7 separate regions of the Mus musculus genome follow, and regions 1, 2, 3, 4, 5 and 6 are each linked to region 7. The links are chromatin contacts, called in public promoter capture Hi-C maps. All regions are on one chromosome and are shown on one strand. Each heading gives the region's core, a stretch centred on a gene start, on an enhancer-like site or on the middle of the called end of the contact. The rest is flanking DNA. Distances are from core to core; before and after follow the strand shown. Region 1 holds the start of C3 (complement component 3). Region 2 holds the start of Slc5a7 (solute carrier family 5 (choline transporter), member 7). Region 3 holds the start of Khsrp (KH-type splicing regulatory protein). Region 4 holds the start of Gpr108 (G protein-coupled receptor 108). Region 5 holds the start of Adgre1 (adhesion G protein-coupled receptor E1). Region 6 holds the start of Tnfsf9 (tumor necrosis factor (ligand) superfamily, member 9). Region 7 holds the start of Zfp119a (zinc finger protein 119a).

Region 1 (3,161 bases), core at 653-3,152, 1.3 Mb before region 7:
CCGTGTTAATACCATGCTTTGCAGGAAGACACTCGGACCCCGGGCTCTCCCATGGCTGCTGAGTGGCAGCTCAGTGAGGAAGTGGGCACTGAGTTGGTTGGTGACCCCGGAAGTCTGTCTGTTGTCAGCATACATTGGTTGCTTTCACATAAAGTACCAGGGCGGGGGGGGGGGCAGTTGGCAGCGAGGAGGAGAAATCTCCCTGAGCATTGATCTGGAACAATAATTGTTGAGGCAAATCTGTCACACACAGAAAGCAAGACAGCCCTCAGACGGCCCTCAGGGGAGCTGGGAGAACAATACAGAGAGGAGGTTAATGGTTACTGTGAAACCTGTGTGTTGGTCATGATGGGCCAGAATTGGCCTTTCTAGAAACAGGGTCTGTGTGGCTGGAGAGATGATTCACTGGTTGCCCATACAGAGGATTTGTGCTTGTTTCCCAACACCCGCATGAGGCGCACAAAAACACCTGCAATTCTAGATCCAGGGATCCAACATTGTCTTCTGGCCTCTGTAGGCATCAGGCATACACATGATGCACATATATACATACATACATACATACATACATACATACATACATACATACATACATATATACATACATACATACATACATACATACATACATACATACATACATACATACATACAGGCAAAACACTCCAACACATACATATAAATATTTTAAAAAGAAAAGAAATGGTGTCATGTAGCCCAAGCTGGCCTCTAACTTGCTACATAGCAAGGTTGACTTTGAACTCCTGATCCTCTTGCCTCCAGCATCTCGTGCTGGGATTACAGATGTATGCCACCAGAATCAATCCTATGCTACTGAGTATGGAAGCACTTTCCCACTGAGCTGTATTCTAAAGCCACTATTTGTACTTTTGTCTTAAAAAACCAAAAACCAACCAACCAAACAAACAAAAAAAACCAACTAAGCATTGTGAATCATTATCTGCCTACAACCACAAAACCAACACAACTGAAAGAGATAATATAGGGGCAGGACAAGTCCTAGAGGCAGAGACAAGAGCAGGCTTTTCCTCCATGACTCTCAAAGCCCACCAGAGTCATTCAGCCACCCTGAGTGACAGGGTAGGTAAGGTCCACCTCATTCTTTTCCCTAGAAAGCAAGCATGCCCCCCGGAGGGCGAACTTCTAGGCAGCCTTCAAAACCAAAGCTTAACTGTCCCACTGCCAAGAAACCGTCCCAGATCCTCAAAAAACCAGAATTCTTTCCCACTTCAGAAAATGCTCCACAGAGCTGGGACTCTGGGCTGGGACATGCCCTCACCCCTTATCCTCCTCATAGGAAAGACTTGGATTATAAATGCATAAGTAGGGCTTGGGTAATGCCCAGCAACTGAGGAGGTAGAGGTAGGAGTTCAGAACTGTTTAGCACAGTGGTCTCCACCTTCCTGAACCTGCCACCCTTCCATGTTGTGCTGACCTCCAATCATAAAATTATTTCATTGCTACTTCACAACTCTAATTTTGCTACTGTTCTGAATTGTAAGGTAAATACTGATACGCAGGATATATAATGCAATGCCAAATGTGTCTCGACCCACTGATTTAGCAAGACCTTGGGGGTAGGGAGAACCAGCCATCCAGAAGTGCTGGGTTACTGGGACCCAGCTAAGTGTGGGAGGAGGTCACTCTAGACTTCAATGGTCTCTGGTGTAACCAAGTACAACAGGGACCAGCCCAGGTTCAGCATCTGGCCTTGACCCCAAGAAAAGCCTGAGCCAAGCAGGTACTTTCAAGCTCCAGGGTAATGGAAATGTGCCTAGGGTTACTCACCCCAAGGCTTGTTGCCCCAGGTTTGTGAAAAAGCTTAGGAAACTATGTTGCGAAATTTTGGGCAGTCCCTGGTGCAGGAACAGGGAGGGACCAGAGAGGAGAGCCATATAAAGAGCCAGCGGCTACAGCCCCAGCTCGCCTCTGCCCACCCCTGCCCCTTACCCCTTCATTCCTTCCACCTTTTTCCTTCACTATGGGACCAGCTTCAGGGTCCCAGCTACTAGTGCTACTGCTGCTGTTGGCCAGCTCCCCATTAGCTCTGGGGATCCCCATGTAAGTAGTTACCTTTTGGGGGTGCAGTTTCTTATACAATTTAGGAGTCACCTAGGTGAGTCACCTAGGAGTCACCCACTTGGGGGGAGACAGGGATGTTAAGAATTTGTGCTGGGGGCTGGAGGATGGCTCAGTGGGTATGAAGTCTTGCTGCATGGACATAAGGACCTTAACTCAAACTCCCAGCACCCACAGAAAAGCCAGGAGTGGCCTCCAGAGCCTGTAACCCCACACTGTGGGGCTGGAGACCAGATACTGGGGCTTGCTGACTGCCAGCCCAGTGCCAGGTTCAGAGAGAGATGTTGACTCAAGGTGTGGGGAGGGAGGGGCATAGAACAGGACACCGGACATCTTCCTGTGACGTGACATACATACATACATACATACATACATACATACATACATACATACATACATACAAACAGAGAGAAAGAGAGAGAATGTGAGTGTTTGGGTTGTCTTATGTTCATAGAACTCAGGTATTGTAGCATTGGTGTGCCTACTTATGAAGAAGAAGGTCTATAGATTTATGGTGTCTGTGATGTCTTGTGGTTTAGGCAATGGTAAGTTTTAAGATGTGAGGACTGGAGGGTTGTTGGGGTCTATAGCCCTTGTGTGGACTGTCAAAAGCCAAGCTCAGCATTGGGCCTGATTACATGGACCTGTCATCCTGTCCACTCTGGAAGCCCAGGCAGGAAGTGTACACATTCCAGCCAAGCCTGGGCTACAGAGTGAGTTCAGGGCTAGCCTGAACAACTTAGTGAGATGCTGTTTCCAAACAGAAAAGTGAGGAGAGGCTGAGGTATAGCTTAGTGGTAGAGAGAGCACTTTCTCAGTACAAGCAAAGTCCTTATGGCTGGTACCCAGTGCTGAAGCCAGGAAAAGACAGCTTCTAGTGGCTAAGGGAAAGTGGGCTGTGGTTTGGTACCTTCTTGTGTGGGGAGGACGTGGATCCAGGCATCTGCTCCAGCACTGAGAACTAGAACACGCTAGAACTAGGGACTGGGCCAGCCAGAGTGAGGGCTGAAGTCTCAGGCCTTGAGGTGACATCTGCTCCCACACCCCACGGTCAGGTATTC
Region 2 (3,048 bases), core at 141-2,640, 1.6 Mb after region 7:
ACTGTCACTACTGAGATCTGGGAGTTGGTCTAGATCCTGGTATTCCTGGCTTCTCAAAATTAATTAGTTTCCCTAGCCCCACCTCTCCCAGAGTGCCAGCCCTGGCTGCACTCCGGATTCTCACCCCTAAGCCCTAGTGATGTTCTGTGAGGACAGCCATCTCTCCTGTCTCTCTGTGCTTGAGTCACACTCTCTGACCTTAGCCCCATAAACTGGCACACTGTCTGAGACACTGCATTCCTGATCCCTGCCCTACTGCAACTGAAATATCTGTGTCATCACCTTAAGGAATATTCCAGAAGGAAAAAAATGTGTATTAATCTGTGGCCTAAGTTCAAAATCAGAAGTTAATTAGAATCAAAAGTAAAAGAAATCCCACCTAAAACACTGAGTGGTTAAATGAATTTCATGTCTGTCTTCTGTTAGTTTCTGTCTGAGCTCAAATAGGGTCTGTTCCATAGATAGATAGATAGATAGATAGATAGATAGATAGATAGATAGATAGATAGATAGATAGCAATTAGCTGGTTACAAACCTTCATTATGACAACTATCCACATAGGCCTCTGCCCTGTCCAGTAACAGGGGAAGTTACTGTTCACACAGAGAACAAAGGAATGGGGAATACAGTTAAAAGAGCCTCTATAAATCCAGTCTAAGATGGGAGCTAGTCTGCAGGTTAGCCTAGAGAGGTGGATAGCAGCTGAGTATGGACTTCACCTCGTTAGCTGTCAGATGCACTGTTTCACTGTTTAATAGACTGGCTCAGTAGATGTAGAAAGAAGTGAGAAAGTGGGCACAAAGCTGAGACTTTATGGCTTTCAATCTTTTCTTTTTCCTCACACCCATTCCATAACACCTCTCCCTGAAACACATTTAAAAGGTTGCAGAAGCAGCCCCCTCTACAATATATTCAACTGTTATAAGATAAAGCCCTTTAAAGACAGGTACAACAGATACATAAGTAATCCTGTCACAGAATACTAGATATGTAGTATGCTAGAAATGTAGTGCTAGATATATATGCATGCAAAAGATCTAAACCTGTTTGAAGTGATAGACTGAGTGCTTTTATAAGCTAGAGTGCTTGGCTTAGCTAGTAGGATGTTTCCTGTGGCTTACACACCAACTTTATTTTAAAGAACTGTGCACCTGTGAGAAAGTTTCATGGTGACCCCAGTTTTAAGTGAAGGGAATATGAATATAAAGCAAAGAGAAATAGGCTGACTAGTCTAAACCTTCCTAACATGTTTCTACAAAAAAACTAGCCAAGAAGGGCTTGAAAGCAACCCCTCTCTGAGGCCAACCAGAGACAGAGACAAGGCCCTTAACTGAGCTTGCATGTGGACACCTCAAGGCGGGGTTTGGAAGCTTCCAGTCTGCATCTGCAAGTGAAATCCTCCAAGTCCATTGCTGTCTTTTGCAACCCAGAAAGATAAAGTGGGCAGGTAGGCTGGGAAATGACCTTTAGTCTGGAGTCCTCCATTCTAGGGTAGCAGACGACTTGACTTGGGATGGGAACATGAACTTGGGCAAGTGCTGGATCTGAGCTTGGCTGTTCCCTCGCACCCCGGGCCACACCAGGGCACAGTCCGCAACTCACGCCCAGCACCACTTTGTTCTGACGTCCTTCTCCAGAGCTCTGACGATCGCCCCCGCCTTCCGCCCTTATAAAGAGACTTTTTCCAATACCCAGATCGATCGCTTCACCCCCTCGGAGTCCTCATCGGGCTCCTTGCCGGAGCCCCCTCCACTCACCTCGAGCCTCCCTCCCTCCGTGTCCCTCACAGCCCGGGGCTCAAGGGGCTCCTGGACCCCTAAAGCAGCTCCGGGTGACGCAAAGGTAAGAGCCCTACGGGAACAAGAGCTAGGGCCACACCCTCGGGGCCGCCCGGGAAGGATCGACTCTGCCTGCTGGGGATGTCCCCTCCGCTCAGTTAAGAAGCACTTGTGGCTCTAGGGGTGCTAGCGACTGTAGGAGTCTGGATTCAGGAGATCCAGAGCTCAGAGGCAAAGGGGAGCAGGGCGCGGGGGAGTTTGGGCGGAGGGGAAATTTGGTGGCTCTGGGCTCACAAAGGCGGAGCCCACCCGGTCCGGGGCGCTCCAGAACATCCCGGAGGTGAGTGCTTGCAGCCAGAACCCGCTTGCAAAGCTCAGACCCCCTCCCACAAAAACTTACGCCTGTGAACTGGGGTGAAGGAAATAGCACTGGTTTGTTCAGTATAAGAGAACAGGAATTCCGTAAGATCAAGCTTTATTTTAAAAGTTGACATCAGTCCTCTTCGTTCGCGTTTTCGTATCTGTGACTGTGGTTTATATATTGCCTTATTTTAAAATCCTCTTCTGTAGAGACCGGGATGATGAGGCGCGGGGTGGGGGTGGGGGTAGGAGTGAGGGTGGGGTGGGGGTGGGGGTGGGGTGGACATGATATGAACTAAGGACAAAGGAAGATTGAGAGATTGAGAGGGTCCTTCTTTTAAACAAGGAAAACATACTTAGTTGTCACAGTAAATTGATTTTAAAAAGGATTTTCCTAGTTTGTTTGTTTGTTTTTGGGGGGGGGGCGTTGTTTTTGTTTTAGTGTTTTTGGAGGGGGTATTCTGGCCAGATATTTTATATTGAGTTACTTTTGGACCTGTTTCCTGAGGTCTGAAAGGATAAGTAAAGAATGAAGAATGAACAGAGAGAGAGAGAGAAAGAGAGAAAGAGAGAAAGAAAGAGAGAGAGAGAGAGAGAGAGAGAGAGAGAGAGAGAGGAGAGGGGAGGGGAGGAGGAAAGGGGGGAAGAGAGAGAGGGAGGGGGAGGGGGGAGACTTTCTTGGAGTATTCCTTTAGGCTACACTTAAATTAGTAAACAATTATTAAATATTGACTTAGTTTGAAAGGGCAAATATATAGGCATAATCGCTGCAAACAATCTAAAGAACTGAGGTGTAATACAAAACAGACTTAACTTGAAGGAATTTATAAAATACAAAAAAAATTATTTTTATTGGATTTATGCTCACTCCTTTTTTTGTTTGTTTCTTCGAATGCAAAGCATTAACTT
Region 3 (3,485 bases), core at 495-2,994, 1.2 Mb before region 7:
TGATCAGATCCTTCACAGTGAATCTCACATCATACCCAGTGCTGACCTTGTCTATGTCTATCCCCAGACACTGTGGAGGGCTCCAACCCCACCATGCAGGGAGTCTTCAAGAGGATACTGAGCCAGCAGGGCTGGCCGGGGCTGTACAGAGGCATGACACCCACTTTACTGAAGGTGTTGCCAGCAGGCGGCATCAGCTACCTGGTGTATGAAGCCATGAAGAAAACCCTGGGTGTACAAGTCCTGAGCAGATGACCTGCCCTGAACAAGAAGAGAATGGAAGACCCAGTGTCCCTGAGTCTCAAAAAGCACTCCAAGGCTCAGGCTTTAAGGCCATTTTGGTTTGCAAAAACCACCCAGGACTCGGATTAGAAAAGCGCTGGGAGTCCTCCAATTGGGATTCTGAGTTGGGATTCCAGCCGGGTTTTTGCAGGCTTGTTCAAGAGAAGATGCAGACAATGAATAAAGATAGTTTTGGACGTCTGTGTCTGAGATTAGCTGGTTCTGGGTGGGAGCTGGGAGATGGGGTGTATCGTCTAGGGTGCTTGCCTAGCATTTATGAGATCCTAAGTTCAACCCCCACCCTGACGACTTGGGGATCAGGAGGACCTGAGATTTTGGGGTCCAGGCTAGGAGCTCTAGGGGTCTTGAACTCCGGTAAATGGACCTGGGACTTCTGGGCCCAGGGTGGCAACTGGAAGTTTGGACTCCTGTGGGAACTTGGGGTTCCTTCTTAGTCCAGGGTTGGGAGCAGGAGACTTGGACCCCTGTGGGGGGCCTGGGTCGAGGTTGGGAATAGGCTTGAAGTTTGAGGAGTTGGTGTCATGAGTCTTGGAAGTGAAGGTCCTTTGAGGGAAAATCTTCACCCAATTTCGGGCCACCACTCCCCCCACCCCCCAAGGCTTCGGGCAGGCCACGGGCAAGGCCTCCCCAAGCCAGGCTACTGGGGCGCTGACTTAAGGTCCTGCCCATAGTTCCGGCTGCTGAGCACTACCTCCCACGTCCTCTGCCACTCACTTCTGCTCCCACTAATCCGCTCCTGCCGCCTGGTAGCGGGTTCCACCCCAATGCAGATGCGCTTTCACTGGCTCTCAGCAAGCGGGCACTATTACTTCTGTTACTGCTATTTGTCCACAGAGGGGTCAATCATTGAACGCTTGCCCTTGTCGCTCAGCCATTGGCTCAGAAGTCAGAGGACAAGGATTCTGAGAAAAGTCACGTCCAAATCCAAGCGCATCCTCCAAAATGCTTCGGGGACTGGATCAAATGACTGCCAATCTTAGCAAGCACCGCCTCCTAAGTGTATTCATTAGCTGGTGTTGACGACTATCTTGCCGAGCGCCCGCCCAGCTCATCCCAGAGAATTTTCATAGGCTCCGCCCTCAAGGCCACGTGACTGATCAGAGCCGTCACTCTCATCCTAGAGCCGCCCCGAGAAGGTGGAACTCGCGCTTCATTGGGCCTCCTGACTTCTCGCGTGACTTCCAATTGCCCGCCCAGCGCCAGCAGCCCTGGGCTTATTGAGTCCTATCTTCGTCAGTCACACCGCGCCTCCCGCCCCCTGCATCTTCCGAAGCTCTGACTGGTCGCCCGGATTTACGGCCCACGATTGGCGGGCGTAGAGTGGTAGCCGTATACTACTGGCTGTTCCTCGGCGTCCGTCAAGCCGGTGGCGGGAGGAGGTGCCCCTCTTCCCCCTCCGCGACCCCCCCTCCCCGTCGCCTTCCCAGCCGCTGGCTTCCCATCGTGCTCCGCGGCCGTGTGGAGCGAGGCCTTGTTCCCGCGTTGAGCCGCCGCCGCCTCCGCCTCCTCAGCTTGAAGCCTCCGCACCAAGCCCGTCCCCGCCGCGCCATGTCGGACTACAACACCGGAGGTCCCCCGCCCGGCCCGCCGCCTCCCGCTGGCGGCGGAGGGGGAGCCGCGGGTGCGGGAGGAGGCCCTCCGCCGGGCCCGCCGGGCGCGGGAGACCGGGGCGGCGGAGGCCCTGGCGGCGGCGGCCCGGGTGGAGGAGGCGCGTCCGGGGGCCCCTCACAGCCTCCCGGTGGCGGCGGCCCTGGGATCCGCAAGGACGCCTTCGCCGACGCCGTGCAGCGGGCCCGCCAGGTGAGGGGGCCGCGAGGGCGCGTGCGCGCGCGCGGGGGAGGGGGCAGCGGCGCGCGCGGGGTCGCGGGAGGGTCACGTGGGCGGCGGGCTCGGGGCGGGGAGTCTGGGGCCGTCACGGTGTGAGGGTGACCCTCTGCGTGCGTGTAGTTAAGGGTGCGTTGAAGGGGGGATCTCCGAAAACTAGACTTTGCACTGGACGGTTTCTCTTGGGTACCAGGGCTTGCAGCCTTTGGGGTCCCTGAGACCCACCCCTGTACTTGCACCAGGTCTTCTCTATTAGGAGGGTTGCAGCTTTGGAGTTCCCACGATTTTTTTCCTGGGTGTACTAGAGGATTCCTCTAGGACCCATAAAGGTTGCAGTCTGGGACAGTGTCCCCAAGAGCCACCCCCCGAGCTTGCACCCGTTATTTCCATTCAAGATATAGGGTTTGCATTCTGAGGACCACTCTAAAGTCCAAGACTGTTTGTGATTTGGAGAGGTCTCCTAGTTTTCCAAAGGCCTGAGCTTGAATGTTATGAGGATGTCCCCAAGAATCACTCCTGGGTTTTCACTTAGGCACCCCCTTAGGACCCATGGGGTTCTAGAAACTGAGGCAGATCTGTAAGAGCAATTCCTGAGTTCATGAAGGATGGGGTCAGAGATGCTGTGAGACCCCTCTTTGAACCCTTGGAGTCTTAGGGTCCCCAAGGGCTTCTCAGGGTTTGTAAAGTTGCATCGCAGGATGGTAGGAGACCGCTATTCAGAGACCTGAGGGTTCAGAATATATTAGTTCCCAAGACGGAGTCCTAGGTTTGCACAGGGACTGAGCTTGGCCGTATACTTAGAAAGTGGGGGGGACCCATCTTAGCACACATTTGCACCCGCCCAGAAATTCAACTCCCTTTTAGAGGATCTTGCTTTACACACCATTACTCCTATTTTCAAGTCAAAACAGGTCCCCTGGCCCATTTCTGTACCTTCCCTAGGAAGGGATTTGGTAAGGGGTTGGGAGAGTTCTTTCTGATGAAGAGAGGACCGACCCTTTGTTAGAGAGCCTGGGCTTTGGGATGAGGTGGGGAAGGTGGACACGGGATCCTGCTTTTTACTGTTTGAATTCAAAAGTATTGTCTGTCTTTGGGAACATGCCTTGTTTTGATGACCGCATTTAAGAGTGTTATGTGCTGGTGTGACCTGGCTCAGCCTTGCTCACAACCCCACTCGGGTACATTCTGAGAGTTGGACAGGCCAGGCTTACCACAGATGCTGCTATCCTGGGGTTGTCCCAAGGCCTCCGGCCTAAGGACTGGCTCCTCCCTAGGTGGGAGGACCCATTGAGTTACTGCCCTCTTCATTATCACCTCTGCCTTCCTCCGAGGTGGGATGGGCTTTAGCGTGCCTTTTT
Region 4 (3,202 bases), core at 637-3,136, 1.4 Mb before region 7:
CACCCACAACTCGGTACCCCAATCCATGCTGCTCTTGCCGCCCAGGACGCCACCGCCTCCTGCCCGGGTCTCCGCCGCCCTCCACCGGAGACTCAGCCCCAGGGCAGTGTGCCCAACCTCGCCCCGCCCCGCCGCCAGGCCACGCCCACCAGCCTAGATTACAACGCCCCTTCGTGCCTTTCCACGCCTCTACTCTGCCGAGCCCCCAGCGGGGGGCTCTGAGGGCGGAGTCCAGATGATGCCCCGCCCCCCATTAAAGGGCCATGCGCCACCTCAAAGTACGCCTCGATTAATTTTCAAAATTTGTACCCCATATTTCTCTCCTCTGCCATCCCAAACTATTCATCCTTTCCTTTCAACTTCGCATTTTTTTTATAAAGGGTCAAGAGATCAAAACCCCAAATCCAAGCAGTCTTTCCCACGTGTCCCCACTCCATGGCAGGGAAAATCTGTGGTTGGTCATTAGGCTCTTGCGGGGACCTACTCGGCTCCAGAAATCTCCATTTCGTCTCACTAATAGTCTGTTTCCCTCCGGCCACAGAGATGGGATGACTTCGATCTTGCCCAGGATGCACATCCAGCCAAGGCCAGGTCCATTAGCACCCCCCAACACCACCGCATCCTGACTTCTCTTCCTTCCCGCCAGAGTCTCCTCTGAGAAACAGAGGACAGGTTGTCCTTTGGGCACCGTTCTGGGCTAGGCACACACTCACACACACACACACACACACGCATGCACGCACAGCACCGCGCACTTGCACTTGACTACACATTTTCCAGCCTCATTCAGTATGTAAGGCCCAAATCAGAACTGCCTCTAGATTCTGGGACCCTGGGGCTTAGGATTTCGGGTCCTCCCAATCATAAAAGTCCTTTCACGCCTTGTAAACCCCCTTAAGGCTCCCGGATAAAAGGGAAGAGGCCCTGTTGGCTCCCACCCCACTCTCCCTGGCTGTAGGTGCTTTCTCCGCCGCTACGCAAGTGTCAAAACACCATTGTGTTGCAGCTAGAAGAGCAGTCTAGACTTCTGAGGAAAGACGCCCTGGAGCCAGTGCTGGAACTGAGGCTCCAATAGGCCTTGGCCCCACCTGCTGGTGGCTTGTGGGCTAAGCTCTGAGATGTAAAGTGGGGTAGAGGGATGGTGGAGGAGGGTGGAGAAGGACTCAGAGTCCCAGTGACGAAAAAGGTATCACACTACGGTGGGAAGCTTCGCGCCAGGGTCAGCAATCTAATTAAGAGTTGCAAGCTACAACTAGGATCCAGCAGCTGGGACTCTTCCAGATCTGAGGACTCAGTAGGAATTGAGGAGCCTATGTTTCAGTTTGAAGTAGGGAACTCAGCTGCTGCAAGGTTACGCCTAGGGCGGAGTCTTCAGGTAGGACCTACAGCGGCATTCAGCCGAGGATTAGAGATCAGCATAGTGCGAAGAATTTTAGGCTTTTCGGTGGCCCAGCAAAGTTGAAACAAGGTAAGCTCATAGACGCGTACGTTGACTAAGTCTCCACTTCTGGCCGGGAGCAGGGTATCGGGGAAGTGAGGGGTGGGAGAGGAAGTGCGTCCTTGGGAATACTGGGAAATGTAGTTTATGCATGCTTCGTTGCACGGATCTGCTCCCTCTATATTCTGGGTAATGTAGTCTTGGACCGTTAAGAGTTGCTGAAGGAATTCCGCTTTAAGGGACGGATATGGGTTCCTGGATCATTGGTGAATCGTCCTGTTCCTCAAACTACATCCGGGACAATCTGTTTAGCGATTGGAGAGTATGAAAGCCGGGGCTGAAAAGGATAAGCACGCCCATTTGGGAGGCCTTCTGACAATCAAAAGAATCTCAGTTGCTAATTGGGTGACTAGACCACGTCGTGCGACTATTGGCTGAAAAGTGGGTAGGCCTTATCAGGCGTCAGAGGCTGTGTTCGGGGGGCAGTCGCAGCCCCAGAGATGGCAGTGAGCGAGAGGAGGGGGCTCAGCGGCGAGAGCCCAACGCAGTGCCGATGGGGATACTTGTCGCTGCTGGTGCTGACGCTGAGCGGCTGCTCAGGCCGTATCCACCGGCTGACTCTCACAGTGAGCCCCGCAGGCTTGGCCTCGTTGTCTCCCCCCATAGCTCCGCCGGTGGATGGAGCAGCCGCACCCCCCACTGCAGGCCGCTAGTGGTCTCGTCCCGGGGTCTCCCCGCCCGGTGCTCGTAATGGGTTGGCCTGGCTTAGAGGGCGGGGCTTCATCTCCTGGGACCCCTGACTCCTGGCGCTTAAACTTTCAGGGAACACTTGGTAACAACCATAGGACCTGGGAGGAAGGGGTACCACCTGGTAGGATCTTCCTGGAATTCACTTAGGGGAGTGACAGGAGACTACTTTCAAAATTTAGCCCAGATAGAATCGAAAACTTTTCTGGAAAGTCGAAACTAGTCACACCAGCCTATGTAGCCCGCTCTCGGGGTGGTGCACGTCTATATGGGGACTGTCATGGGGTTGCCAGGGTTTCACCCCATGGACACACAACCCCACCCTCTAGCTGCCTCGGACTGAAGTAGGAAAATGTCACCAGCACCAATACGATGTACCCAGGAAGGCTTTCTCACATGCTCCTGTCCTGAATAAAAATGTATAGAGACGCTCAGGGAAACACGCCGTCGTGCTGGACTTGGTGGGGAGAGTGCCCTTGTGCCACTGTGTCTTTGGTTTCCTGCAGGGGGAGAAGCGAGCTGACATCCAACTGAACAGCTTCGGATTCTACACCAATGGTTCCCTGGAAGTAGAGCTGAGCTTACTGCGACTCAGCCTCCAGGAGACAGAAAAGAAGTTGCCAAAGGTGAGGGGGCTCATGGGAGGACTCAGTGTGCAAGTTCTGGGATTCTGTCTTAGCTCTGTCCCTCACCGGTGTGATCTGTGGCCAGTCTCATAGCCTTCCCCACCTGTCACCTAAGAATGAATACAGTGTCTCATGCAGTCTGGGTTTGAGGGTACAGATTTGTCATCTTAGTGTCCCTGCTGGCTTAGGCAGGAGGATCAGAAATTAGCCAGCCAGTATATATGTAACATATATGCATGTATATAATGCATTTTAATCATACACGCTTCTCCCCCTAACTCCTCCAAAATCCATTCCCACCTTCCCAAACTCCTCCCAATCTCATGTCCTTTAAAAAAAAAAAAAAAAAAAAAAAAGATATGGCCTCACTATGTAGCCCCAGATAGCCAGG
Region 5 (3,289 bases), core at 679-3,178, 1.5 Mb before region 7:
ACTGACTTCCAAGCATGATTTTAGTTAAACATTCATGTCAGTTGTGGCTGCCTACATGAAACCTGCACGGTCAAGCCAGCCAACATTCTAGTCTGGTCCCATCCTGAGGAGCTGATGATCTACTGAGAGTCAATGGCTGCTAAGAGGAGAATCCTCTTGCTTCAGGGATATGCCCCAGAAGGTCACCCTGCTCTCAGTGGGTTTTCTTTAAAGTAGGACATGATGTTAGAGATGGTCACAGTGAAGAGAGGTCTCAGAGTAGAGTGGCACGGAGGTGCAGGTAATCAAAATTACTGCCTTTATGTATGAAATCCTCAAAGAATAAATTAAAATGTATTTAAGTAAATAAGCATGATATTATTTTAAGTTCATTCTTGAGACGATATTAAAATTATTGCCTTTATGTGTGTAAGACACATATATGTACATGTAATGTACATATACATGTATGCAGGCTAGCTGTTTGCTGTGGTTTGGATGTGAAATGTAACCAACACAATCATGTGTTTAACCTATTGGTCACCAGATGGTGGTGTTGTCTGAGGAAGTTTAGAGATGAGGCCATGGGAGGGGACCTGAAAATATGTACGCCAGTTCAACTTCTTAGCTCTCTGCTTCACAGTCAACAAGCAGAAAGCAGTGCCAGCCCACCATCTAACTATGACTCTTCCAAGGCTTCCACAACATGGCAGACCATACCATCTCAAACTGTGAGGCAAAATAGATCCCTCTTCTCATCCCTAAAACCGGAAATCCATATCTCCCATCTAAATTTAAAACAATGGGGAAAAAAAATCTTGCAAACACGCGAGAAAACCAGTGACGTGGAAGATCACACAGTGAAATGCGCTAGTGCCCAAAACAAAAGCAACAGGAGCCAGAAAAGGAAGGTGTAGCCCCGAGTCTATTTCTAGAACGGGACTATCTTCGCTGACTCCCACAGCACAAACCAGCCATGACTAAGAGTTTGAACAAGGCCAGAGCTGGAATGATTTTATACCGTGGCTCTACCCCTCATTAGCTAAGACTTGCTCACAGTATTTCTTTTTGCATCTGTGAGTACACATGTGCCTTTTGTGTGCATTGCATGTCTGTGTGTGCATTGCACTTGTGTTGTGTGTGCATGACATTGTGCAATGTGTAGTGCAGGTGAACATGCACTTGTGTGTACTGGCATGTAGGAACCAGAGGATGACCTCAAACACCTTTCTCCAGTTCCATCTACCTTAATTGTTTAGAGACAGACTTTCTCACTGATCTGGAATCCACCAATTGGGCTAGGCTAGCTGGCCATCAAGAACCAAGGAATCCTCCTTCTCTACTCTCCAGAGCCAGAGGTAGAAGTGTACCACATACTTGGTTTTTTAACATAAATTCTGGGATCAAATCCAGATCTTTGTGCTTGTAGGACAAGCACTTTACACACTAAACTGTTGCCAAAGCCCGGCAAGTTACCTCTTTCACACCCATGTTCTGCTTTGTGAGCTATGGCTGATAAAAAAGGGCTACGCAATGGTAAGGGGACTGTTTCCATTGCTGTGTGGACTTCCATCCCCCTTGCACCATCCCAGATGCACGCACCGGAGCCTCACAAGTTTACTCCATGTTAAATTCTAACTAAAACTGAGATGGCTCACAAACACAGACATGCCACATGAACAGCTACAGGAAGATCTACCCTGGTGAATAGACTTCCCTAAGTCAAGGAATTTTGTCAAAGGTTTCCCAAGGTAAAGTTTGCTGTGTGCAATAGACATTAGCCTATGGGCCGAACCCCTCCAAGGTTGGCCTTTCTCCCTGCAACCTATTTCCAGCCCACACCTCAGCCATCCATGCCCCATTCAACCTCATACTCACCCCAGAAGAGGAGCAGCCAAAAGCCCCACATCGTACTGTGGCAGTCATTCAATGAAGAAAGCCTTCCCTTTAAAAGCTTGCTTTGTGGGGAAGAAAAGGGGTGGAGTCAGGGTTGCTCAACAAAGCCAGACTGAGCCCAGCAGCTTTCTGCTGAGTTGCCACCATCAGAGGTGGACAGACTGGCAACCCCCTAATTTCTCCCTTAAATCTGGCTAGTGTCCACATTTCTCCCTCTCCCTTCCCCTTCCCCTTCCCCTTCCCCTCCCCCTCTTCCTCTTCCTTTCTCTTTCCCTTTCCCTTCCTCTCTGTCTCTGTGTGTCTCTCTGTGTGTCTCTCTCTGTCTCTCTGTCTTTCTCTCCATTTCCTTCCCTCTTTCTCCATCTCTTACCATCTACCCCATCTCTCTCCAACCTCAGTTTCCTCTGTACCATTCTTTTTTTCAACATTACCATCCCCCTTCCACCTCTCATTCTCTTCTTTCATTACACCAAACAAGTGAGATTGCATGTGCTGCCCACAGTGAAGTCAATCCACTCTTCAAGATCACAAAGCCTTTTCAGTAAAGTCATGCTGCATTTATCACCAGGATCCATGAGCTTGCTGCTAAGAAAATTAAATTCTGTCATCATGTCAACCTTGTAGAATACACACACACCACATACATCACACCAAAGAGACAGACAGACAGACAGAGGGAGACAGAGGGGGGCAGAGAGAGACAGAGAGAGAGAGGCAGAGATAGAAAGAGACAGACAGAGACAGAGAGACCACCATCATCATTATCACCACCACCACACACCACACCACATACACCACACCATACACACCACATGCATCATCACCATACACACACCACACCATACCACACACACCACACCCAAGGCTGTCCACTTTTCCCCTATCATTTAATATAGTACTCAAAGTTCTACCCAGAACAATTAGGCAACAAAAGGAGGTCAAAGGGATACAAATTAGAAAGGAGGAAGTCAAGATATCACTATTTGCAGATGATGTGGTAGAATACATAAATAACCCTAAAAAATAATCCACCAGAGAACTCCTACAGCTGATAAACAACTTCAGCTTAGTGGCTAGATATAAAATTAATTCAAACAAATCAGTAGTTTTCCTCTACTCAAAGGATAAACGGGCTGAGAAATAAATTAGAGAAATGACACCCTTCACAATAGTCACAAATAATATAAAATATCTTGGTGTGACTCTAACCAAGCAATTGAAAGATCTGTATGACAAGAACTTCAAGTCTCTGAAGAAAGAAATCAAAGACCTCAGAAGATGGAAAGATGGCCATCTTGCCAAAAGCAATCTACAAATTCAGTGTATTCCCTATCAAAATCCCAACTCAAATTCATCTGGAATAACAAAAAACCCAGGATAGCAAAAACCGTTCTCAACAATCAAAGAGCCTCTG
Region 6 (3,481 bases), core at 485-2,984, 1.2 Mb before region 7:
TCAGACCTTGAGATAGGTATGAGCTCCCAGCTCCATCTTGGCTGTGCCAGTTCAGAGTTGTATTGCACAACGATGCTTCTAGAAAAAGAACACTGAGTTGCTGAGGGTTGCGGGGTGTGGGGGAGGGGGGAAACCATGGGAATGGGGAGGAAAGAGAGGAGACAAAACAGAAGAAAAGGAGGGAGGGGCCACCCAGAAGGGATACAATTTAAGAAAGTGGTTGTGGAATAAGAACGAGGCAAAGGGGCGAGGGTCTAGAGTGTTAAGAGCGGAGATGCACATGGACTCCTGGAAGGAGCTGAGTAAAGGGGCCACAAGAGGGGAAGGGGGAGAGGAGAAAAGAAGAGAGAGAAATCAGAGGAGTAAGAGAGGGATGAACAAAACTGGGAGAGAGGTGGGATATGGAGAGTGCAGGAAGAGAGTCATCTCTGAGGGCAAATAATTTGACAACTAAGACTTGACAGGGAGAGACTAGGGCTCGGGCTCAATAGGGTGCCTGAAGCCCAAAGGCATTCATTTATCCCAGCCCATTGGAGGTGTTGGCAGCAGGGCGGCCAGCCTCAGCTACATAATGAATTTGGAGGAAGCCTGGGCTACATGGGAGGGATAGAGGAAGGAAAAGAGAAAAGGAGATCTCCCAGAGTCAGCTGGGGGTGAGAATTCTCAATTCTCTGAAAACCTGGATGGGGTCCCAAGGATGACAGTTGGAGCTGTGACAGCAAGTGAGAAAGGCTGAGTAAGTGAGGGAGAGGGACATGACTAGAAGGTTGAACAGGTCCCCTTGTTCAACCTCCCTGCGGGACCCGCTGGAAATAAATCAGGGGGCACTCACGGTTTTTAGCCAGTAGCTTGGCGAACACAGGAGAGCCCTGGGAAGAAAGAAAAATAAAGGTAGATGGTACCTTACATCCTAAAGAAGCAGATAGGAACTCATACGGCCCAGCACACATTGGGGCGTCCAACTTTGGATGGAGAAGGAGAGCCCTGAAGGCCTAAGTGGGACTGAAGGGAACTGCGGTGCACCCTCGGGAGTTCTCCCCCAGGTTTCATAGGTTCATTCAAGGGGTCAAGACGCAAAGGGATTTCCTCTGAGTGCGAGATGGAGAGGGGGTGCTTCAAGCGGAGTAGCAGGAGCAGAGCGAGGCGGGGCGGGGCGGGGCGGGGCGGGGGTGGGGAGGAAGTGCTGTTCTCTCCCTGTCGGTGCAGCGATGCTTCCAGAAGGTAAGAAAGAGTCCCCTAGGGATGAGATGAGCCTCACCTGTTGTGTAGTGTTGGGGCAGCCAATGTGGGAAACAGGGGTGACCTGGTCTGCATTATTCTCTCGGGTACCCAGGTTGGGCGAGGTGGTGATTGTGAGCGCTGGCCGAGGCTCGGTGCGGGTGAAGATAGGAACACAGGCGGCGATCAGAAGCAGCAAAACCAAAGCGACTAGGCCATAGAGCTTTGGGTGGCGGGAACAGAAGTTCAGTGCAGGCGGCCACGCGGCCTCGCGATCCCGAACATTAACCGCAGGGTAGGCAGCATCCGTGGGGAGCGCGGCATTTGTGGGGCGCACAGTATCTGAGAGGAGCGCAGCGTCCGCGAGGAGCCCGGTATCTCTGAGGAGCGCCGCATCCGAGGGGCACGAAGTACCTGCTGGATGTCTGGCATCCGCGGTATCCTCCACATCAAGTGTGTGCTGGTCCATTACCACGGTCGGTCAGTGCACGTCTCCCGCCAGTGCCCGTGCTTTATAGGCTACCGAGGCGCCTTTTCCGGGGAGGGAAGGGAGGGAGGGCAGCCGCGGGGTTCCCGGGCTCCGCGCTCCGCCCCTCGACTCCCGGAACTTTCTCTCCTCCTCCCCCCTTCCCCTCCCCCTTCTCGCCCCTTTCCCCTTCCCTGTCCAGGCCCTGTGCCCGCCCGTCCTTCTTCCCTTTTTGTGTGTGTGTGTGTGTGTGTGTGTGTGTGTGTGTGTGTGTGTGTGTTTGATTTGGTTTAACACTGACACATTAAAGAGCTTTTTATATGATGGGAACCATGTGATATCGGAATCCATTCCCTCCCTGGCCTCTCCTGAATCCACAGCTCTGTCTCCCTTCTTTTTCTGTGTTCCCCACTGGTAGGTTATTTCTCCGCTGCTGATTTTCATTCCTGTTTTTCTGTCTCTCAAACTTCTGTCTCTCTCCTGATCTCTCCTGCTCCCTTTTTCTTCCAACCCCTAGCTCCCCATCCCTGGGACGCCCTAAATGCAGGGGGTTTTGTTGTTGTTTTGTTTTGTTTTGTTTTGTTTTTTGTTGTTGTTGTTTTGTCGAGGACTCTAGGGACATCCAAAACTGCCCACCCATCCCCAGCGGAATCAAAGAGACCTGCTAGGCACCCACTCACTCAGCCTCTTCCTCCCCAGGACCCCATCTCTACCCTGGGCCTTTCCTGGTGTGTCCCCACCCACTTTCTTGGGGCTTCCTGTTAGTAGTCTCTTAGGACTCCAGAAACAGAAGGCTGGAGAGTCCAGATAGAGAAATTCCCCCAGGCAGCGGACACATTTCCAATTTCCCATTCTTTCACTGTTCTTGCCTGAGGTAGAGGCAAAAGGGGGGGGCGCAGAGAAGACCCCCCAAAAGAGGAACTGAGAGATGACTGGCTCTGGGCAAACCTTGGAGACAGACTCCTCAATGTTCTGATCTGGTTAGATCTGCTGAGATGGCTCAGCCAGTAATAGTATAATCACAAGCCTGGTGGCCTGAGTTCAGTCCTCAGGACCTACATGGTGGGAAGAAAGAACTGACACCCAGAAATTTGTCCTGAAAGTGCCCTTTGACCACGACATGCATACCATCAGTAAACATAATTAAAAAAAAAAAAAGTACTGATATAACCAGACCATTTATCTCAGCAGGAAACAACAAGCTATAAAATGGGGAGTTGTTTGTTTCTACATAGGGTCTGGTCTTCGCCTTGCAGCCCTCCAACTCACTAGACAGCCTAGGATGACTCTGAACTTCTGACCCTCCCCAGTATATTGGGATACAGACACAGACAGGCATACACCCTCAAATCCAGCTTCTTCTGTGTTGGGGAAGGAGCGCAAAGCCTCGAGCTTACTGGGCCAAGATTCTTACAACAGAGACCCAGCCCAGGCCCCACCTGCTTTTTTTCCATACTGGGCATGGAACCTACTGAGCTCCCAGCCTGGGAGACGTGCACGGAGCCCCCTCTGGAGACACCAGCCACCCCTTCCTTCTGTTTTATTCCACATCAACTTCCCCTGGGAATTACAGGAAAACCCCAGCTTGGGGTCAGGGGAGAGGTGGGGGAGGTGGGACATTAAAATGACACAAAAGACACTTGGGTGATCTAGAAATTGAAGGTTCCACCCAAGGAGCAGCTGCAGGGCACCAGCGGTGACTCAGCTGTGGGAACTCTGGCCCTCACGCAGACAGTGGTCCAACCTCTCTCTGCTGGACACACACTGCTCAGAGTCAGCCCACACCTACATGACTCT
Region 7 (3,432 bases), core at 155-2,654:
AGGATTAATATAGTAAAAATGGCCACCTTGCCCCATACAATCTACCGAGTCAATGTAATCCCCATCAAAATTCCAACTCAATTCTTCACACAGTTAGAAAGAGCAATTTGCAAATTCATCTGGAATAACAAAAAAAGTAAAACAAAACGAAACAGGATAATGAAAACTATTCTCAATGATAAAAGAAATTCTGGGGGAATTCACTATCCCTGACCTCAAGCTGTATTACAGAGCAATAGTGATAAAAACTGCATGGTATTGGTATAGAGACCGGCAGGTAGATCAATGGAACAGAATTGAAGACCCAGAAATGAACCCACACACCTATGGTCACTTGATCACACCCTGGTCACCTCCCCTTTGGGGGCCAGAATAGTTGGTGTTTGGGTTCATAGACCAAGCTGGTTTAAACTTTTTTTTTTTGGAGACAGGATTTCTTTGTGTATCCTCCCTGGCTGTCCTGGAATTACTAGGCTTAAACTTTTGATGTCCTGACTCCACTTCCCAAGTGCTGGCATAATGAGCCAGTGCAACCACTAAAGGCTGGGAATGTGTTAGTGTTTTGGCTACCAGTGTTTAGCTGAAAGAAGTGTGAGCAATTTAGATGAGTCTTTTTAAAAATGGATGATGCCTGGTGAATATCAACCAGGAGGTTTAAATTTGACCTGGATAGTCTGGATGCTCTTTTGGCTGTGAGGCAGGTGGATCACTCCACTTGAGGTTGTTTAGTGATCTGTGTATGCTAGAGACCTTGTGCCTAGATTAAGGAGCCTCCTGAGTGCAGCAGAGCAGGGACGACTGTGCAGTCCTGCTGTTAGGAAACATAATGGAGTGAGGTGAAGTAGCTTTGGCAGATCGAGCTGAAGTGTGTCCTGAGAAATTACGCCATGCATCTGGTGTAAAAAAGCTTTATTGGGGGGTGGGGGTTGGGGGACTGAGGTCCTGGCGAAGGGACAGAGGCAGAGAAGTGGGCATATGACAGGCAGAGAGAGAAAGGAGCGCACACCGGGAACAGAGAGACGGCCTGCCGAGTAGGGAGAGAGCTCCGGTGGCTGGTGGGTGGATACATTCATCCTGAAACAGACCGGGCGCGCCTGATGGCATCGGCAGGTGATGGCATCTGATGACAGAAGTCTCTGCTAGGTCCCCGAGAGTAGGCTTGTGGACCTGCCTGTACGCTAACAGGCGCAAGTTCTATGGCAATGCCTGTCTCTCCGCGTCTGAGACAGTTCTGTGCCTGAGCGGACACCAGGACTGGGAACCACTGTGCTGTGATACTTCACAGCCCTCGGTGACTAGGGGAGCTGTCACTCATTCCTTACTAGCCAATCACGGCCGCATGGATCCGCTAGCCAGAATGGGGAGAGCACTTCCGTTCCCTAATACTAAAGGTTCGGGCTCGGGTCTGAGGGAGGCTCTTGTGGTTCCGTGTCCTGGTCTGCCACCCGCTGCCGGGAGCTGTGAGGAGAGCGGGGCGAGCTCGGTCTCCACGCCATGGTGAGCGGGGCCGCCGTCCCCACGCGGGGAGGAGCCTTGGGAGACTGTGTGGGGTTCCTCCCGGGGTGCGGGAACCGGCGGTCAGACTCGCCGCCCGGCGTGATTGCGTTTGTTCACCTGAGGTCCCTGCACCTCCGGAGCGGAAGCCGGACGTCTGACTTCGATCCCGGGCTGCGCCTGCGCAGAGTGTGGGGCGCGGGTCCTGGAGTGAAAACATCCTTGTTGCTGACGTCACCATGCAGTGAGCGCCTCAGCTGCTTTTCCTGTGTCCAGGGAAGGCAGATGTGCTGACATGGAGAACCCTAGTTTCTCCGGTGTCTTCTACAAGTTCTGCACTTGGCACCTGAGGTTCTGATGTATGATCCGTCCGCAGTTAATTCTGTGCAGATGCAAAGTGTTTGCCATCGACACAGACTTGTAGATGCCTTGACCGTCCAGTAACGTGTGTTAGTAAGGCCAGGCTCACTGGGTTTCCTGGCCTCTTTCATCAACATTTACTCTATTTTAGTTGTGTGTTTTTTTTTCTTTTCTTTCTAAATTTTCTCTCATGTTCTGTTGATCTCTATTCTTTCCCAGGAAGTACTGTGCAGGCAGGTTTTCCCGGTTCTCTGAGAGAACTGGGTGGGGAGGGAAACAAGGGATAATAGCGAGCAATCAGAGAAAAGATACACACTTAAACCTGAGTTTGCAGGCCTCCAATTGTTTAATTTCTTCTTAGACAAGTTAGGGAAGGTTATTTTAAGGAAGCCTGTAACCCCTCTAGAGGAGTTAGTGTAGAGGAGTAAAGCTTTGTTCTCTTTATTTACTAAGACCAAACCTTCCTTGTTAGTTAGAAAAGACCTGTTCTGTCCCATAGTAAGGAGAAGTCTGCCTGCTCCTTCTGCTCTCTGCAGCTCTTTTTTTTTTCTCTTCCCTCTGCATTCTGTACATTGCTCTCATAGTTGTTTTTTTTTTTTTTTATGTTATCTATGGTTTCTAAGTTGTTCCACTCTGTATTCTCCTTCTAATCTTGCTCTCTCTTTCTGTTCAGATGTCACAAAAATGCTCTTATTCTCATTGCCTATATGATTTGATTTATGCCCCACAGGGTTGCCTTGGTCCAATCTTTCCTTCTTTGTAAAGGAAAAGTGTATTCTGAGCCCATGCATGTTGAGAAGTTATACTTTTTGTTTATTTTGATTTATAGAATTTGTATATTTTGAGTTTATATGATGTCAAAGTCAAGAGATTGCCCTTAGTATTCGACGAAACTTTAGACATTTAAACAGTGTTGGGACTGTGATATAATATGGAGATCTTTGAAATGAGAATAATTACATTTTGAATTATTGCTAGACTAGGAGCCTGTGATGGTTTGAATATGCTTGGCCCGTGGGAAGTGGCACTATTAGGAGGTTAGAGCCTCATCGGAAGAGGTGTGGCCTTGTTAGAGGAAGAGTGTGACTAAGAGGGTAGGCTTTACGGTCTGCTACAGCTCAAGCTTCACCCAGTGTAGAGAGCCTTTTCTTAGCTGCCTGTGGAAGAAAGTCTCCTGGTTGCAATTGGATCAAGGTTTAGAACTCTCAGCTCCTCTAGCGCCCTGTCTGCCTGCAGGCTGCCATGCTTTCTGCCATGATGATAATGGACTGGATCTCTGAAACTGTAAGTCAGCCCCAGTTAAATGTTTCATTTTATACAAATTGCTTTGGTTATGGTGTCTCTTCACAGCAACAAGACCCTGATTAAGAGAGAAGTTGGTACCAGGGACTAGGGTATTGCTGTGATAGGCCTAACCATACTTTTGTTTGGATGAATTCAAATTTTGGATCTTTGGGTTTGTAAACCTGCGGAGTACTTTAAGTGGAGCTTAATGGGCCATCCTAGCAGAAATATGGACGACATCAGTGCTGAGGGTGAATTGAATTCTGGTGGCCTGCCTGTCTCAAGAGCTTTCAA

The links. Promoter capture Hi-C pulls out the DNA fragments that hold promoters and counts their contacts.
Region 1: a contact with region 7 is called in a promoter capture Hi-C map of liver, with 3 times the contacts expected there. The contact joins the promoter of C3 here to the promoter of Zfp119a in region 7. A contact is called at or near these places in 5 of 39 promoter capture datasets (the 3T3-L1 cell line, hippocampal neurons, liver and 1 more).
Region 2: a contact with region 7 is called in a promoter capture Hi-C map of embryonic stem cells, with 10 times the contacts expected there. The contact joins the promoter of Slc5a7 here to the promoter of Zfp119a in region 7. A contact is called at or near these places in 8 of 39 promoter capture datasets (the 3T3-L1 cell line, cranial neural crest, embryonic stem cells and 3 more).
Region 3: a contact with region 7 is called in a promoter capture Hi-C map of liver, with 4 times the contacts expected there. The contact joins the promoter of Khsrp here to the promoter of Zfp119a in region 7. A contact is called at or near these places in 3 of 39 promoter capture datasets (the 3T3-L1 cell line, hippocampal neurons and liver), 2 of 115 datasets of contacts at active chromatin or transcription factors (astrocytes and cardiomyocytes) and 1 of 9 other capture datasets (adipose tissue).
Region 4: a promoter capture Hi-C map of hippocampal neurons shows a contact between it and region 7, with 5 times the contacts expected there. The contact joins the promoter of Gpr108 here to the promoter of Zfp119a in region 7. A contact is called at or near these places in 8 of 39 promoter capture datasets (the 3T3-L1 cell line, the C10 cell line, embryonic stem cells and 4 more), 1 of 484 Hi-C or Micro-C datasets (muscle stem cells) and 2 of 9 other capture datasets (adipose tissue and liver).
Region 5: a contact with region 7 is called in a promoter capture Hi-C map of liver, with 4 times the contacts expected there. The contact joins the promoter of Adgre1 here to the promoter of Zfp119a in region 7. A contact is called at or near these places in 2 of 39 promoter capture datasets (hippocampal neurons and liver).
Region 6: a contact with region 7 is called in a promoter capture Hi-C map of pre-B cells, with 3 times the contacts expected there. The contact joins the promoter of Tnfsf9 here to the promoter of Zfp119a in region 7. A contact is called at or near these places in 3 of 39 promoter capture datasets (cranial neural crest, hippocampal neurons and pre-B cells).

What each region holds. Positions count from the first base shown.
Region 1 is chr17:57,226,877-57,230,037 of GRCm38.p6, reverse strand. It overlaps C3 (complement component 3), which reads left to right and starts at 1,902. Exons shown (of 41, transcript NM_009778.3): 1 at 1,902-2,082; 2 at 3,156-3,161. The coding sequence starts at 2,003.
Region 2 is chr17:54,297,376-54,300,423 of GRCm38.p6, reverse strand. Slc5a7 (solute carrier family 5 (choline transporter), member 7) reads left to right here and starts at 1,390. Exons shown (of 9, transcript NM_022025.4): 1 at 1,390-1,843.
Region 3 is chr17:57,029,766-57,033,250 of GRCm38.p6, reverse strand. Khsrp (KH-type splicing regulatory protein) reads left to right here and starts at 1,744. Exons shown (of 18, transcript NM_010613.3): 1 at 1,744-2,103. The coding sequence starts at 1,852. It overlaps Slc25a41 (solute carrier family 25, member 41), which reads left to right. Exons shown (of 7, transcript NM_175333.3): 7 at 68-479. The coding sequence ends at 255.
Region 4 is chr17:57,246,373-57,249,574 of GRCm38.p6, reverse strand. It overlaps Gpr108 (G protein-coupled receptor 108), which reads left to right and starts at 1,886. Exons shown (of 17, transcript NM_030084.4): 1 at 1,886-2,064; 2 at 2,692-2,811. The coding sequence starts at 1,939. It overlaps Trip10 (thyroid hormone receptor interactor 10), which reads right to left and starts at 124. Exons shown (of 15, transcript NM_001242389.1): 1 at 4-124. The coding sequence starts at 27.
Region 5 is chr17:57,357,325-57,360,613 of GRCm38.p6, reverse strand. It overlaps Adgre1 (adhesion G protein-coupled receptor E1), which reads right to left and starts at 1,928. Exons shown (of 22, transcript NM_010130.4): 1 at 1,858-1,928. The coding sequence starts at 1,888.
Region 6 is chr17:57,103,638-57,107,118 of GRCm38.p6, reverse strand. Tnfsf9 (tumor necrosis factor (ligand) superfamily, member 9) reads right to left here and starts at 1,734. Exons shown (of 3, transcript NM_009404.3): 1 at 1,259-1,734; 2 at 833-869; 3 at 1-78. The coding sequence starts at 1,687. Gm11110 (predicted gene 11110) reads left to right here and starts at 1,177. Exons shown (of 4, transcript NR_033508.1): 1 at 1,177-1,221.
Region 7 is chr17:55,876,925-55,880,356 of GRCm38.p6, reverse strand. Zfp119a (zinc finger protein 119a) reads left to right here and starts at 1,404. Exons shown (of 4, transcript NM_144546.6): 1 at 1,404-1,497. The coding sequence starts at 1,495.